4 separate regions of the Gossypium hirsutum genome follow, and regions 1, 2 and 3 are each linked to region 4. The links are chromatin contacts, called in public Hi-C maps. All regions are on one chromosome and are shown on one strand. The core of a region is the stretch at or near the end of the contact, and the rest is flanking DNA. Distances in the headings are between cores, read along the strand shown.

What was found. Hi-C and Micro-C count contacts between places; a contact is called where the count stands out from the background.
Region 1: a Hi-C map of leaf shows a contact between it and region 4, with 1.9 times the contacts expected there. The contact joins the promoter of LOC107949461 here to the promoter of LOC107949465 in region 4. A contact is called at or near these places in 6 of 34 Hi-C or Micro-C datasets (hypocotyl and leaf).
Region 2: a contact with region 4 is called in a Hi-C map of leaf, with 2.6 times the contacts expected there. The contact joins the promoter of LOC107949462 here to the promoter of LOC107949465 in region 4. A contact is called at or near these places in 4 of 34 Hi-C or Micro-C datasets (callus and leaf).
Region 3: a contact with region 4 is called in a Hi-C map of leaf, with 4 times the contacts expected there. The contact joins the promoter of LOC107949460 here to the promoter of LOC107949465 in region 4. A contact is called at or near these places in 10 of 34 Hi-C or Micro-C datasets (callus, hypocotyl and leaf).

Annotation. Positions count from the first base shown.
Region 1 is chrD01:32,825,438-32,828,738 of Gossypium_hirsutum_v2.1, forward strand. It overlaps LOC107949461 (protein YIPF5 homolog), which reads left to right and starts at 1,427. Exons shown (of 1, transcript XM_016884114.2): 1 at 1,427-2,514. The coding sequence starts at 1,658. The coding sequence ends at 2,407.
Region 2 is chrD01:32,865,305-32,868,926 of Gossypium_hirsutum_v2.1, forward strand. It overlaps LOC107949462 (IQ domain-containing protein IQM3), which reads right to left and starts at 1,570. Exons shown (of 9, transcript XM_016884115.2): 1 at 1,084-1,570; 2 at 885-999; 3 at 752-817; 4 at 568-656; 5 at 332-419; 6 at 98-244. The coding sequence starts at 1,442.
Region 3 is chrD01:32,804,678-32,807,919 of Gossypium_hirsutum_v2.1, forward strand. It overlaps LOC107949460 (transcription initiation factor TFIID subunit 12), which reads right to left and starts at 1,625. Exons shown (of 9, transcript XM_016884113.2): 1 at 950-1,625; 2 at 703-858; 3 at 1-124. The coding sequence starts at 1,453.
Region 4 is chrD01:33,026,175-33,029,495 of Gossypium_hirsutum_v2.1, forward strand. It overlaps LOC107949465, which reads left to right and starts at 1,875. Exons shown (of 3, transcript XM_016884118.2): 1 at 1,875-2,851. The coding sequence starts at 2,165. It also overlaps the pseudogene LOC121213578.

The sequences.
Region 1 (3,301 bases), core at 177-2,676, 200 kb before region 4:
ACAAATTTAATCATACAAGTACTTATTCATTATTTACAACTTTTACAATTTAGTCATTTTACCTTAATTAATCACTAATTTGACAAAATTACCTATAAAAAATTCAATTAACCTATACAGTAAATCCGTAAATATTTATATTAAATATTTATGAGTTTGGTTTATAGAAATGAGGTCCCATTACATCATTTTCTAACACCACTAACTTTAGGGTCGCTACACTTGTATCTTAACTAACTACCCAATTAGCAAATCCGTTAGACCAAAATTTAATATCATATTATAATTAACTCGTAAATATTAATTGATAATATTTACGGACTGATCATTGGAAAAAGAGACTGAAAATCGGACTATTACAATAGTAGCAAAATTAATAATAAAACAAAAAATTATATAATATCCAAATAATAATAACAAAATTGTAGTACTATAATAGCAAAAAAACAACAAATTGTAGCAGGAAAGAAAATTTAGGTAGATTCGGACCGGGCTGAACTCGGGCCAAAAGAAACTTACCCGAAATTCGACACATTTAGAAAATGAGCCTTATTTTTTGTTGAAGCCCATATTTCGGACCTATATTTTAACCCAAACTTTTCACCTTTTAGGTGAAGCCATGATCAGTTAAGATTTGGTGCTGAAGCATTAGAGATGGGAAAAGAAATAGAAGAAAATCATGAACAATTCCAGGTTGATTTAAATGACGAACAGTGTGGCGATGAAGCATGAGAACACGGTTGAGTAATGGTTTTAAAGAATATTTTTATGAAAATGATGAAGCTGATTTAACGATAGAGCAAGTAAAAGGGATGGAATTTATTCCATTAGCTGGAGCTGAAGGAAAATTTAAAATTTAAGATAATTTATCCACCTGATTTTAACATAAAATTTTTAAATATTAATTGTCATACTTTTAAAAGAAAATTGATCCGCCAAGGATTTAAAGAGTGGGTAGGGGCAGCAAGGGAGTTGTCCCAAGCCCGAATTTCTTTTTAACAAAGATTAAAAAAAAAGTTCTAAAATTTCCTTTTAATGTAAAAAATTATTAAATATTTTTTTTATAATTTACAAAAGAATATTTAATTTTTCTTTTACAAAATTATCAAAACACAATTCAAATTTGTATTAGATTAATTTAATGACTGTTTCTAAAAACTTTTTAATGTAAACTTAGATTAATTTTACTTATTAATCCAAAGATACTTTATTTATAAAATATTATTATCTTTAATTGATTCTAATATCAATTATAATTTTTTAAAATTAATTCTAATACTTAGAGTAAGTAAAAAAATCATAATTTAATTAATACGTATGCATCAGACGGGCAACAAAAACTAGTTAAGAGTTAGGCATAGATTACTCAATACCTATTTATTACAGTTTCAACTGTGTTATCTCATCTCATGTTGTATAAAATAACAAAAGAAAGTGGAAATGTGCAATAATGTAATTTCGCGGGGCAAAACACGTCAACATGTTCATCTCCCGCGGTTGAACACTTCAACCATTTGCAAAAAATCCAGACGAATAGTCCAAAACACCCTTCCATTCACCGCCCAATTTTAACACTATATATTTCCCTTGAGAAGGCAAAAAAAGAAAAAACTTGCCTTGGTGCCCCCACAAAAGAATCGCTATAGCTTCAACAAAAATGAGCAAACAATTCACAGTGCCACCGGTGGTTTTTCCGTCCGGCGGTGGTGTCAACCCCAACGTCGGTAACATCAACCAACGCCGTGTCCCAACGGCTCCTTTCCAGCCCTCTTCCTCCGCCATACCCTTCATGGCCTTCGATATGGGGTCGGTTCCATCATCATCCGGATCCTTGGGCGGCACAATCTCCACGTCAGCCGTATCCGCTTCCGCCTCATTCGAAGACGAAGAACCCCTCCTCGACGAACTGGGCATCCACCCGGACCAAATCTGGCACAAAACGAGATCCATCCTCAATCCTTTCCGGGTCAACCTGGCGGCACATAAAGACTCGGATCTCTCCGGCCCGATCTTCCTCTACTTGTCTTTCTGCTTATTCCAGCTCCTCGGCGGCAAGATCCAGTTCGGCATAATCCTGGGGTGGATCGTGGTCTCCTCGATTTTCCTCTACGTGGTTTTTAACATGTTGGCGGGTCGCAACAACGGCAACCTAGATCTGCACACGTGTACGAGCGTGGTTGGTTACTGTATGTTGCCGGTGGTGATATTATCGGCGGTGTCGCTTTTCATGCCGCAGGGGATCGGTGTGGTGAGGTACGCAACGGCGGGGGTATTCGTGGTTTGGGCCACTAGGTCTTGCGCCAATTTGATGGTGGCGCTTGCTGATGGGGTGGAAGAACACCGTGGGCTGATCGCGTATGCTTGTTTCTTGATCTACGCATTATTTTCGCTTCTGGTCATATTTTAATTCAAACTGATATTTATAGTAAAGATGCTGTTTTTGAAATTTGATATCTAAAATGCTACAGAATTGCACACTCTTTGGTTTCTGAAAATGAATGACATTTGGATCAACTCTCACTTCATCATCAATTTAATACATATTAAATTTTGAAATATATTTGAATACATACATTGTCCATCTCCATGCTTACTTCAACTCATTGTATGATTCTTAAAATTTATTAAATTTGTCCATATTTAAAATTAACTAATAAATTATCGATTCAGTTGGATACGAGTATTGCTGTCAACATTGTAGGACGTAATTGTATTGTTCTCCCATTTATAGATTGGGAGGATTATAAATAATTTTAAATATTTTGTCAAAAAAAACAAGTTACTAAAAAAAACCTAATAAATTTCATTTTACCCCACTAATAATATTTTATAATATTTAAGTGATTATTTAAAAAGTATTTTTATTTTTATTCTTTATTCATCACTATCAGTGAAAATTTTAAAAGTTTGTTAAATTGCTGATCACTTAGGGCGTGTTCTCCGTTATGATATAAAAACATTTTCAAGTCAACGAGAATATTTGATATTTGGGGTAAAAAAAATGCGATTAAAAAGTATTTTTTATCTAAATATAAAAGTTGAGATTTAAGTGTTTTTGATGAAAATTATGTAAATCCACTTATTTATATTAATTATTTAAAATGTATATAAAAAATTAGATTAATTTATATTTCATGTATCATTATATTAAATTATTTAAATATTATTCATTATTATATTAAATTATTTAAATCTTATTTATTATTATATTTAATTTTTAAAATAGTTTATGCGTTATTAATTTTACAAATAATTTATATTGATTACTTAAAAATATTTAAAAATTATATTTCATGTATCA
Region 2 (3,622 bases), core at 320-2,819, 160 kb before region 4:
CTGCAAGGTACCGAAAAGACATTAAAGACATTTTTGGGTTTTTATACATCTAGTAAGTATGAAATCTAACAGTTGCAGTTCAAGCCAGATGGTTTACCTTGCCGGCATACAATTTCTTCGAGGTGCTCATAACAAATATCCATTTAACCTCTTTCGAGCCTTGGAATGTATCAAGGACATTTCTAGTTTGTTTATGGATAATCTTTCCTTCAACAACAATGTACTCATAATGTTCCCTTTCTTGCTGTTTACAACAACAGGGAATTAACAATTTCATTCAATCTTATTTGGAAAAAGAGATTGAATCTAACATATGAATTTGCATACATACAGGTCCAAGATACTTGATCAATTGTTTTTGAAGATTCGATCTTGAACATTCTTCGAGATCGACATCTTTGCCATCCCCTATATCTAACCTGTAGGAAACAAAATAAGAAAGAAAGGAAAAAGGTGAAATCATTGTTTTTGTCCTAGTACTATGCTCAATTTGAAGATTTAGTCCATCCACTTTAATTTGGTCTTCCTACCAAAATTAATAGAATGAGAAAAATGTTTGGGGTTTACCAATAGAAAAATGGTTGACCAGCATCAGTTTTACACCATTCATCGTAGTAAATATGTAAGTTATGGCCGTAACGGTGTCGTGGATCAATCTACAGTTGAAAAAAAAGTGTTCGATTCAACTAATAAAATTATCCAATATATTTTTTTAATCTTTTTAATAAAAAGATTAAGAAGAGTAAATTACAGCTTCAATCCAATGTTGAAAAGCCAATTTTTGTGCTTTGGCGTCTATGGACAACCCTTTCCCGACCTGACAAAATTCCCAACTTAATTATTTATGAAAATTAACCAAAAAATTAAAAAGAAGAAGAAAATACCTTAGAAGCATTTAAGCGAACGCGATTCCACCTTGAAGCAGCAGTTTCTGGTTTCAAATAATTAAAAAAGGAAATTGTGCTGTGATTAAGCCTTGCATAGTTTAAAGCCAGCCACCTGAAAATAATAAAAATATTTACTATTAGTATTAAATAATATATATTTTTTTAAGACAGACAAAGATTTTGCGGAAGAAACTACCAGAGTTCTTCAGCGACAACAGCAGAGTCTGCTAACCTACGCCGTGTCCGGTAACTCCTATACACCTTCTGGACCTTAACGGCAGCGTTGGAATGAGAAGAACCGCCACCGCGCGTCTGATTCGAACCCGGAGAATCTCGGCCGTCGGATAACGGCTCCAGCAGCATTTTCAAACCACCACCATTAACCACCGTCGGGAAATCCGATTCGCTAGCTTGGTTCGGACTATCCACAGATACAAATTCGGATTCCCCAAGTAAGCCGACGTTCGTAATGTCGGTGGAGGAAATGTTATAAAACGGAGACTTTGACTGGAGGTCGAAATTCGAAACAGCTGCTTGATTTTCGATTATTTCCATTGTTTTTCTTGGTAGCCAAATTTGAAGGAGTTTTCGAAAGAGAGAATCTTGGGGTCGTTGGTTTTTGAGAGAATACTTAAAAGAAAAAACCGGAGCCAAGGACTTAGAAAATCGCCGGGAAACCCACTTGTAGATTTTTATATGTATTCCACTTGGATTACGAGTAAGTAAAGTGCGTGTGTGTTACGCGCTGAGGTTGAGAGTGAGATTTTGTGTAACTCGCTCGAGACAAAACAAACTAGTGACCAAGCATCCTCAAAAGTAAAATCATTTATCATAAATCATAAATCTGGCTTTAACAGTCTTTGAGTAAGGATTTTTGTGATTTTATTATTATTATTATTATTATTATTGAATTTTGTTAATCTAATTGAAATAAAATTTGGGTGCCATAAATCTATTTTAGTTAAACTAAAAAATATAAACAAATAAATTCAACATTGATTAAATTTTAAATAAGGATATATATATTTTAAAACTATTTCAAAGTAAAATAAGAGTGTGTTCACATGGGGAACTTTCAAAATTTTAAAGCTAAATTTACTTATTTGTATAAATATAAGTTCTAAAATTTATGTAAATAAGCAGTATTTTTTCAAAATTTCTTATTATTTTATTTTATTTAATACAGATGATCACATTATAAGATAAAAAACTTCAATTTCAAAAATTATTTTTATTTGATTCTAATGTATGTTTTTAAACTTTCATTTTATTAAAATTATTTATAATTTTTTACAAATATAATGATATCCATATTGAATACTTTATATTATTTATTTCTAATATAATTCTTCTTCTTTTATAATTACTTTTTGATTTGCAAAACAAGATATTTTATAGTTTTTTCTAATTTTATATTTACTTTGTAAAATAATGATATTTTAATCATTATTCAACTGAGTTAGTGTTTGACTGACTCATGACACCAAACTCAACCAAAGACTTAATATATAATATAGAATAGATAAATTTGGGGGTAAATTAATGAAATATGATGAATTTTTTTAATATTTAAGTAAATAGCTTGTTTTTTTATTTACCAGGATATGTTGTTTTTGGAGAGAGAAATGAAAACGCATCATGTAGGACGCGTTTTTAGGAGAGAGAAATGAAAACGAGAGAAAAATGAAAACGCGTCCTGAAGAACGTGTTTTTAGGAGAGAAAAATGAAAACGCGTCCTGCAGGGCGCATTTTCTCTTTGACCATTTTCAACCCCAAGTATAACCTTAATTTTTTCCTCTGAAGCCGAGATTCCAAGGATAATTTTCAAACACTACAACCTGGGAATCCCGGGATAAAATTGCAAAACATGGTTTTTTTTCTCCCCGCCCCCTCACCTATGTAAATGGGAGTTTCCATCACCCTACTCCATCATCTCTCTTGCCCATTGTCTCCTTTAAATTGTTTTTTTCATTTTTCTTGTGTGTTGAAATTTTCGGGTTTAAATATTTCTTTTTCTTTTTCTTTGAGGGAGACATAATCATAGTTTTAAGTTGTGTTTGGGTTCATGGTGATGCCATAGAGCTCAGTGACCTAAAAATTTCACCTGTCGTATGAGGATGGAGCCATTACTTAAGAAGTCGGGATTGCATTGCAACTCAAGGTCCTAGTTGACAGTGACTATACGGTCATGAGTTGTAGTGTAACTAGGGTTTCAAGTTTACAAAGGTTATACTGTCAAGGGATAGAGTATAGCTAGGGGACCTAGTTGGCGGTGGTTATACGGGCACGACAACAAGTTTCACCTTATCAGAGGAAGATGCCCTAGTGAAAAGCACAAGGGCCTTTCAATATACTCAACTTACCCATTTTCTCCACCAAAGATGCTAAACTCATTACATTAACCTATAATAGAGTTGGCGACAATAAGGTTTCCAGCGGGGAGGAGTTGTTGTGTGGTGTAGAAAATATGAAATGCAAATCGGGTCGATAACGATTGCTTGGTGAAACCCAAATTCTTTTGGGTCAATCATTAGTTCCTATAATTTTGGTCCCCTTGGGTATTCATTTAGAAAAGATGTCATTGTTTATAGTAGTACTAAGTCCTTTAGGGACCCATACATTTCTAATAAGTTTTCCCTTATAGATTTTTTAGGGACCTCTATGTTTATAGTAATTAAAGCTAGATTTAACAAAGTTTGGCTTTGAATTTTCTCCCTTTTCAAATATTTTTGGA
Region 3 (3,242 bases), core at 375-2,874, 220 kb before region 4:
GCTTCCCTTGCGCTCCAGATGATAGCCACGGCTGATTAGGGGATTGTGGAGTTTGTAGAGTACTTGGTGTTGAAGAAGAGGAACCAACCGCTGACACTCTCATAAGGCCATGCCCTTGGAAATTCTACAAAAAAATGAAAAAGAAAACAAGGAAAAAAAAGGTCACATAATATTCAAGGAAAGGCATCAAACACAAATTCACCCAACATTTATAATCATGATGACAATAATGTGTTCTTTTCTTTCACATTCGATGATAGGAGAATGGGGATTGGTATGCTAAGGATCGAACCCTAGGTCTCATGCCACACAATACAAGAATCTGGCTATGAAGCCAAGAGGTTGTTGGCAACCACAATGTGTTATATAGTAGATAATAACACCTTAGCTCTCTTGACGAACTCCTTAAAGCAGCTTACTTCAACCTACCAATACTATATTCAAATTAAGATTAAAAATAATAATACAAGTCAGGGAGAAAGGATTAGTATTTTCTAGATTCAACCAACAGTTCTAAGCAGCCTTAAAAATCTAAAACATTATTAAGAACTCTATTAAAATATGCTAAAACTGTTATTACTGCGACCATTTAAATTCAACTAACATTTTTTAGCATTATTAGAACATTATTGACAAAAAATCAATGTCATTTAAATTAATAAAAAGAAATAATATACATTAATCCTTAAAAATAATACTAACTTGGGTAGAAGGGGACTGGCTAGTTGGTGAAGATGTTGGTCTAAGAGATGATTGCAAAGGCCTTTGTTGATGCTGAGCAGAAATCCCACCTGGTCTCATTTGTGAACTTGAACCAACTGATGATCCCATCCCTATTCCTCGCATCATTGGCCTTGCCTATGAAAAAGAAATATCACAAGAAGAGGAAATTTCAGCATCAAAAGCTCAAAATCGTGAGTGAAAATAACCCACAAGCTTAAAATCCAACCTGGGAAACATTGGAACTAGAGGTTCCACCGAAGGAATGGCCAAAGGAACCGGTAAACGGAGTGGATTGCGGAGGTGAAGGAGAAGGAGGCGAGGGGCCAGAATGGGACGAAGGAACACCGAGGGCAATGCTGCCTCGCGGCTGAGAGGAAAGTGAAGGGGAAGGAGACGATGAGGCGGAAGGAGAAGAGGAAGAGAAATGAGTGAACTGGGCAGAGTGCTGTTGCCATGGCCTCGAGAATGCAGCGGCGGATCTTGGCTGATGAGAGGGGAGAGCTGGTTTAGGCTGCGGCGGCTGTTTCGGTGGTGGTATGGCGGAAGGTAAGGGTTTCGGGATAGGGTTGGGGTTAGGGTTAGGGATTGCGGTAGAGGATGTTGAGGACGGGGGCGTTGGCGTTGTTTGTTGTTGAATTTGTGGCTGCGGCTGTGGTTGCGGAGGTGGGTCGACGGCGGAGGAAGGAGGAGGAGCATTAGGGGTTGGCGGCGGTGGTTGCTGTTGGTCCATCAGGAGTGCAAGGATGGAAGGATTGAAGAGGAAGTTTAGTTGGTTTATCAACTGTAGACGAGCTCTCTTTTTCCTCTCTGAACTTTTAAAACACACATTAAAATAAGCTATTGGATAAACTACAAATTTAGATCTTAATTTTATAAATTTGTCAATTTAATCCTATTTCTTTGTTTCGGGGTTTGAATGAAAATGTTTGCACTAAATATAAGGAAAGGAGTTATAAATATTGCTTATAATATCTGCAAACTTTCTATGGGGATTGGATAGTTGTAATCTTCAAATTTATTTATTATCTGTATTAAATTGGATAATTGTAATCTGTTTTTATTGGATTTATTTTCCAGTTCATTAAACTATCATCATTTAAACAAAATCTCACCATTCTGCATCTAATCTCCCTTGCTTAATACACTTAATGCATCAAAATAGGTATCATCATTTTAGATACTACTAAATGTTTTAATTAATATTATTAATTCCTTAAATATTCTCATTTGGATCATTTATAAATTTTCTTTCGACCGTTTTATTAAGGGTTAAAGTAAAAATTTATCAACGGTTTTAAAAAGTTGATTGACAAGGAAGCATAAAGAATGGTCAAAGAAAAAAGCTCTTAAAATATGCAAAATTCTGATAACGGAGGTGCTAGTGATTCTAGATCTGATGGGGATCGGAACACTAAGAAAGTGAGATTAAGGAAGGAATCGATGGAGAGGTTGCTACTATGGTTGTGGACTCTTATCTAATCCCGAATTTGTCTTGGAAGGACAAGCTTTTAGGGGGAGGAGCAGTCATTTTTGGTATGGCTTGTAATGACCCTAGCGAGGGAAGTGAAAGTGATTTTGAGTTGTTAGAAGGTGATGTGAGTACGACCATGGTCAATGGGATTCCAGCAATTGTCTTCTCGGACAGTATTTAAGAAATTCTCTTCAAAGAGATGGAATTGACGGTCGTACTCAAGCTTTTAGGGCGAAGCATTGGCTATAACACTCTTCATAATCAAATAAGCAGCCTATGGAAACCTACAAAACCATTCCATCTCATGGACATAGAAAACAATTATTTTTTTGTTAGGTTTCAGAACAATAAAGATTATAATCGAGTATTGACTCAGGGACCATGGATCATTTACGGCCAGTACCTTACTGTTCAACCTTGGACTAAAGATTTTACTTCATCGTAGCCATATCCCAGCGTGGTGATGGCTTGGACCCGGCTATCGAAACTCTCGAGATTTATATATAAATCGAAGACATAGAGGTCATCAGGGGGCTAGTCGAAAAAGTGGCAAAACTGGATTTTTTAAACTGATAGCAGAACCAGAGGCCAGTTCGCTCGTCTGGCTATGTTTATTAACATTGACAAGCATTTTCTTTCTCAGGTTATGGTCGACGGCATCGTCTAATGAGTGGAATATGAGGCGCTTCAACAATATGTTTTTTTACAGTAAGTACGGGCACGTCAAGGATTTGTGCCTGTCAGTGGTGGTAAATCTGACCTAGAAAAGTAATGTAGAAGCAGTGGTTGCTAACTTAAGCGAGGTCGTCGGTGGAGTAGAATGAAGGATAGGATCGGAGTACGGACCATGAATATTGGTGAAAAGGAAATCACAGCGTAGTCAAAGGGATTTACGGGATAATGACGTGGTGAAAACTAGGAAGGAACCGTTAGGATCCAGATTCATGGCACTAAATGCGGTGGGGGAGATGGGAAATGGTAATGGTGAGGCTGATGAAGGAATTTCAGGGGGAAAGGAGAAGGAGAAGGCGAATAAGGCTTTGGGTGG
Region 4 (3,321 bases), core at 625-3,124:
AAAACTGTTTTATTAAAAAGAGAAGAAAACTGCTTTCTCTTATCTTTCAATGGACAAATATTAGTTTTAATAATTAAGATAAAGTTGAAATATTTATATTTTAAAAAATTACAATGATGAGTTATATTTTATTTCTTAACACTACATGATGAATGCATAAACATTAATACTTTCTTGTCACCAGCTTTTTTCTTAGTGTTTGGGTTTTTTTTTAATTAAGGGTAGGTTTGGTAAATTAAAATTTTAATTACTGAAAAATAAAATATTAAATTTTTATTGCTAATTTTAAAAGTGATGAATTTATGTTAAAAAATAGTTTGGTAAATTAATAAATATAAGTGCAGCATATAATTATGTTATTTGAAAAAAGTAAACATTTTATATTATTTTAAATAATTTTGGATAAAAGATACATATGATAATTTGAATATCTTATTTAAAAAAAGAATAATTTATTTTAATATTTTAATAAATAAAATCGACTTAATATGTTCTACATTAAATGATAAGTAATCAATATTTATTTTATTCAATATTTTTTAAAATTTTGAATTAAATAAATTTTATTATAATTATCAAACTCATTTTTAAAAAATTAAATATTGAGTTTTTTTAATGAAATGAAAATTAGTACTGAAATCAACAAACAATAATAATAATAATAATAAAAGCTTAAAATAATAGTTAAGGAAGTCTTTACATGCACGACTCTTCATCGATATCATTCTTATTAAAATAAATGAAGTTTTAGTGACAATTATTTACAATTTTTCTTTTTATAATGGGTTGTCTTTTATTATTTGTTCATGAAATGCATACTCATCGCTCTAGAAAAACACAATGTGACAAATACATAGGAGATTGTTTTTATGAGTAAATTTGTCCATTTTGGAAGATAACAAGAGGAACAGGATCCGTTTTTCCAATATTTAAGAAAATAAGTCAATTTTATAGAGAGATCCAAAAAACGTGTTCTACAAAACATATATTTTTTAATAACTTAACATAACAACTCCTTTAATTAGATGATTAAATGTTGGTAGTTTTGCCTTTGAGTCTCAGGTTTGATTTCTCTTCTACTCTACTCACATTTGTATTCTTATTTTCATGTTGATTTAATTTTTTTTTTAAAATTAATTAATAATTAATAAATATATTTTCAAATTTTTTAATTCATCTTTTTAATTAATAACTCTTTTATTTAATTTTTTAAAAAAAATTAAAATAACGTGAAATTAAGAATACAAATGTGAATAGGAGAGGAACCAAACTCGAGGCTTAAGGATAAAACAAATAACATTTAGCAATCTAACAAAAAAAACTGACATGTTAAGTCATTAAAGAAAACACATTTCGTAGAATACTTTTTCAGACACAAAAAGTGCTTCGTGCTGGATGCGTTTTTAATTTATCTCTTTAAAATCGACTTGTTTCCTAAATATAAAAAAAATCAATTTAAATCCGTAATTATTTTTTAAAAACGATATTATGGCTGTTTTTATAATCTCCTTTAAGACAAGACAAAGCATTTTTTTTATATATAGTATATATATAAATTTGCTTTCTTTTTTGATTTTACTCTCTCTTTCTTTAATTTTCTTTTATGCCCATAATCTCTGTACGTTACCCATTTTATTATAGTTTTCTTTTCATTTGAACATTAAAGTTGAATTTTAATATTTAAAGGTATAATTTAAAAAGTAGAGCATATTCAAATGGTACAAAATCAATTAATAATATTAAGAATTAAAAATAGAGGCTAAATTATAAAAATGTAAAGTGTACAAGGACTGAATTCAAAATTAAACCCCTTTATTTATTGGTTGTTGTTTGGGTAAAATGTAAAATCCTTTCTGTATTATTATTTTATAATAAGTTTCTTTTTATCACTATCTTCACCTCGATATTGTGAACCTTCAAGATTTGAATCAGAGAAGGGAACTCTCCTCATTCTTTCCTTTCTGAGTTTTTCTCCCTATTTATTCATTTATAGGCCAACTCCTTCGTCTTCTTCATCAAAATCTTATCTTTTGCTGCGTTGATTTTTTTCTGGTTTACAGTTGAATTCTCTTCAACTCTTTCACTGTGCTGAAGCTCAAAGCTTGTCGAGATTTTTCTAATTACATTGTCAAAAGTGAAAGGGAAATTCAAATATATCTTTTGAATGATGGCTCGGAAGCATTTGCACGAGTTACTTCAAGAGGATCAAGAGCCATTCCTTTTGAAGAATTACATTGCTGATAGGCGTTGTCAACTCAAGAAATCACCACCTAAAACTCATCTTCAACTCCATAAACCAAAACCCATCTCTCAAAACTCCAACTTTCCTTTAAATTTCTGCAAAAAAGCTTGCCTTTTCTCTTTCCATGACTCACCAGACTTGAACAAATCTCCTTTGTTTCAACCTATAACCCCCAACACCAAAAACACCAATGGCACTGCTTTTGGGTTATTTGGTTCCATTCTAAAGAGGCTAACTCATCGTACCAAAAACCCAAAGCCTGAAACAGCTACTAAAGGATCAAAAGTTTCAGTGAAGGACATTTTGAGGTGGGATTCAACTGTGAGGAAAAACAATGTAATGAGTGAAGACAAGTGTGGTTCAAGTTCTTACACTGATAGGCCTACCAGTGATGTTTGGTCCCAAAGCAATGAAGAAATGGACATGGATACTTCATGTAGCTCTAGTCCATCGGGGGATTTTGAAGAGGTTTTCATTTCCAATGAAGTTGTAGGAAATAACTCAGCTTTTGCTTCTTTTGATAAGCACTTTTCTCAAAGCCCTTTACGTTTTGTGCTTCAAACTAGCCCTTCTTTCTCGGCTACATCTCCCAGTCTCCATGAAAGAAAGGTCAGTGCCTTTAATTGAATGATTACTTATAATCAATTGGTTAATTAAAACTGCAACTCTGATCTGGTTAAAGCTTCTTCATTTTGTTTTTTTTTTTGGGGGGGGGGGGCGGGGGGAGTAAACTCGTGACTCAGGTGACTGAGTTCTTTGACTTGCTTGAACTGTCGGCAAATTGAATCACTCTGCTGCACATTTTTGGGGTCTAATTGTCGTTTTAGTCTTCTACTATGCTAAAATTAAAGTAGAAGGATTAAATCTCAAACTTTAGCATACTTGAGGGATTAAAACCATATTTAGACGGCTGAAATTTAATCTGAATTGCCATATATGCCTGCTGGTTTCTGGTTGATTTGACTGGTATTAAGTGTTATATATGCCATTTAGTCCTTTCATTTTGTTTAATTGTACCTTTGATTATGTTTCTACCTTGCAAATCTTATATGAACACAATTATGGAAGTTTCAGCTGAT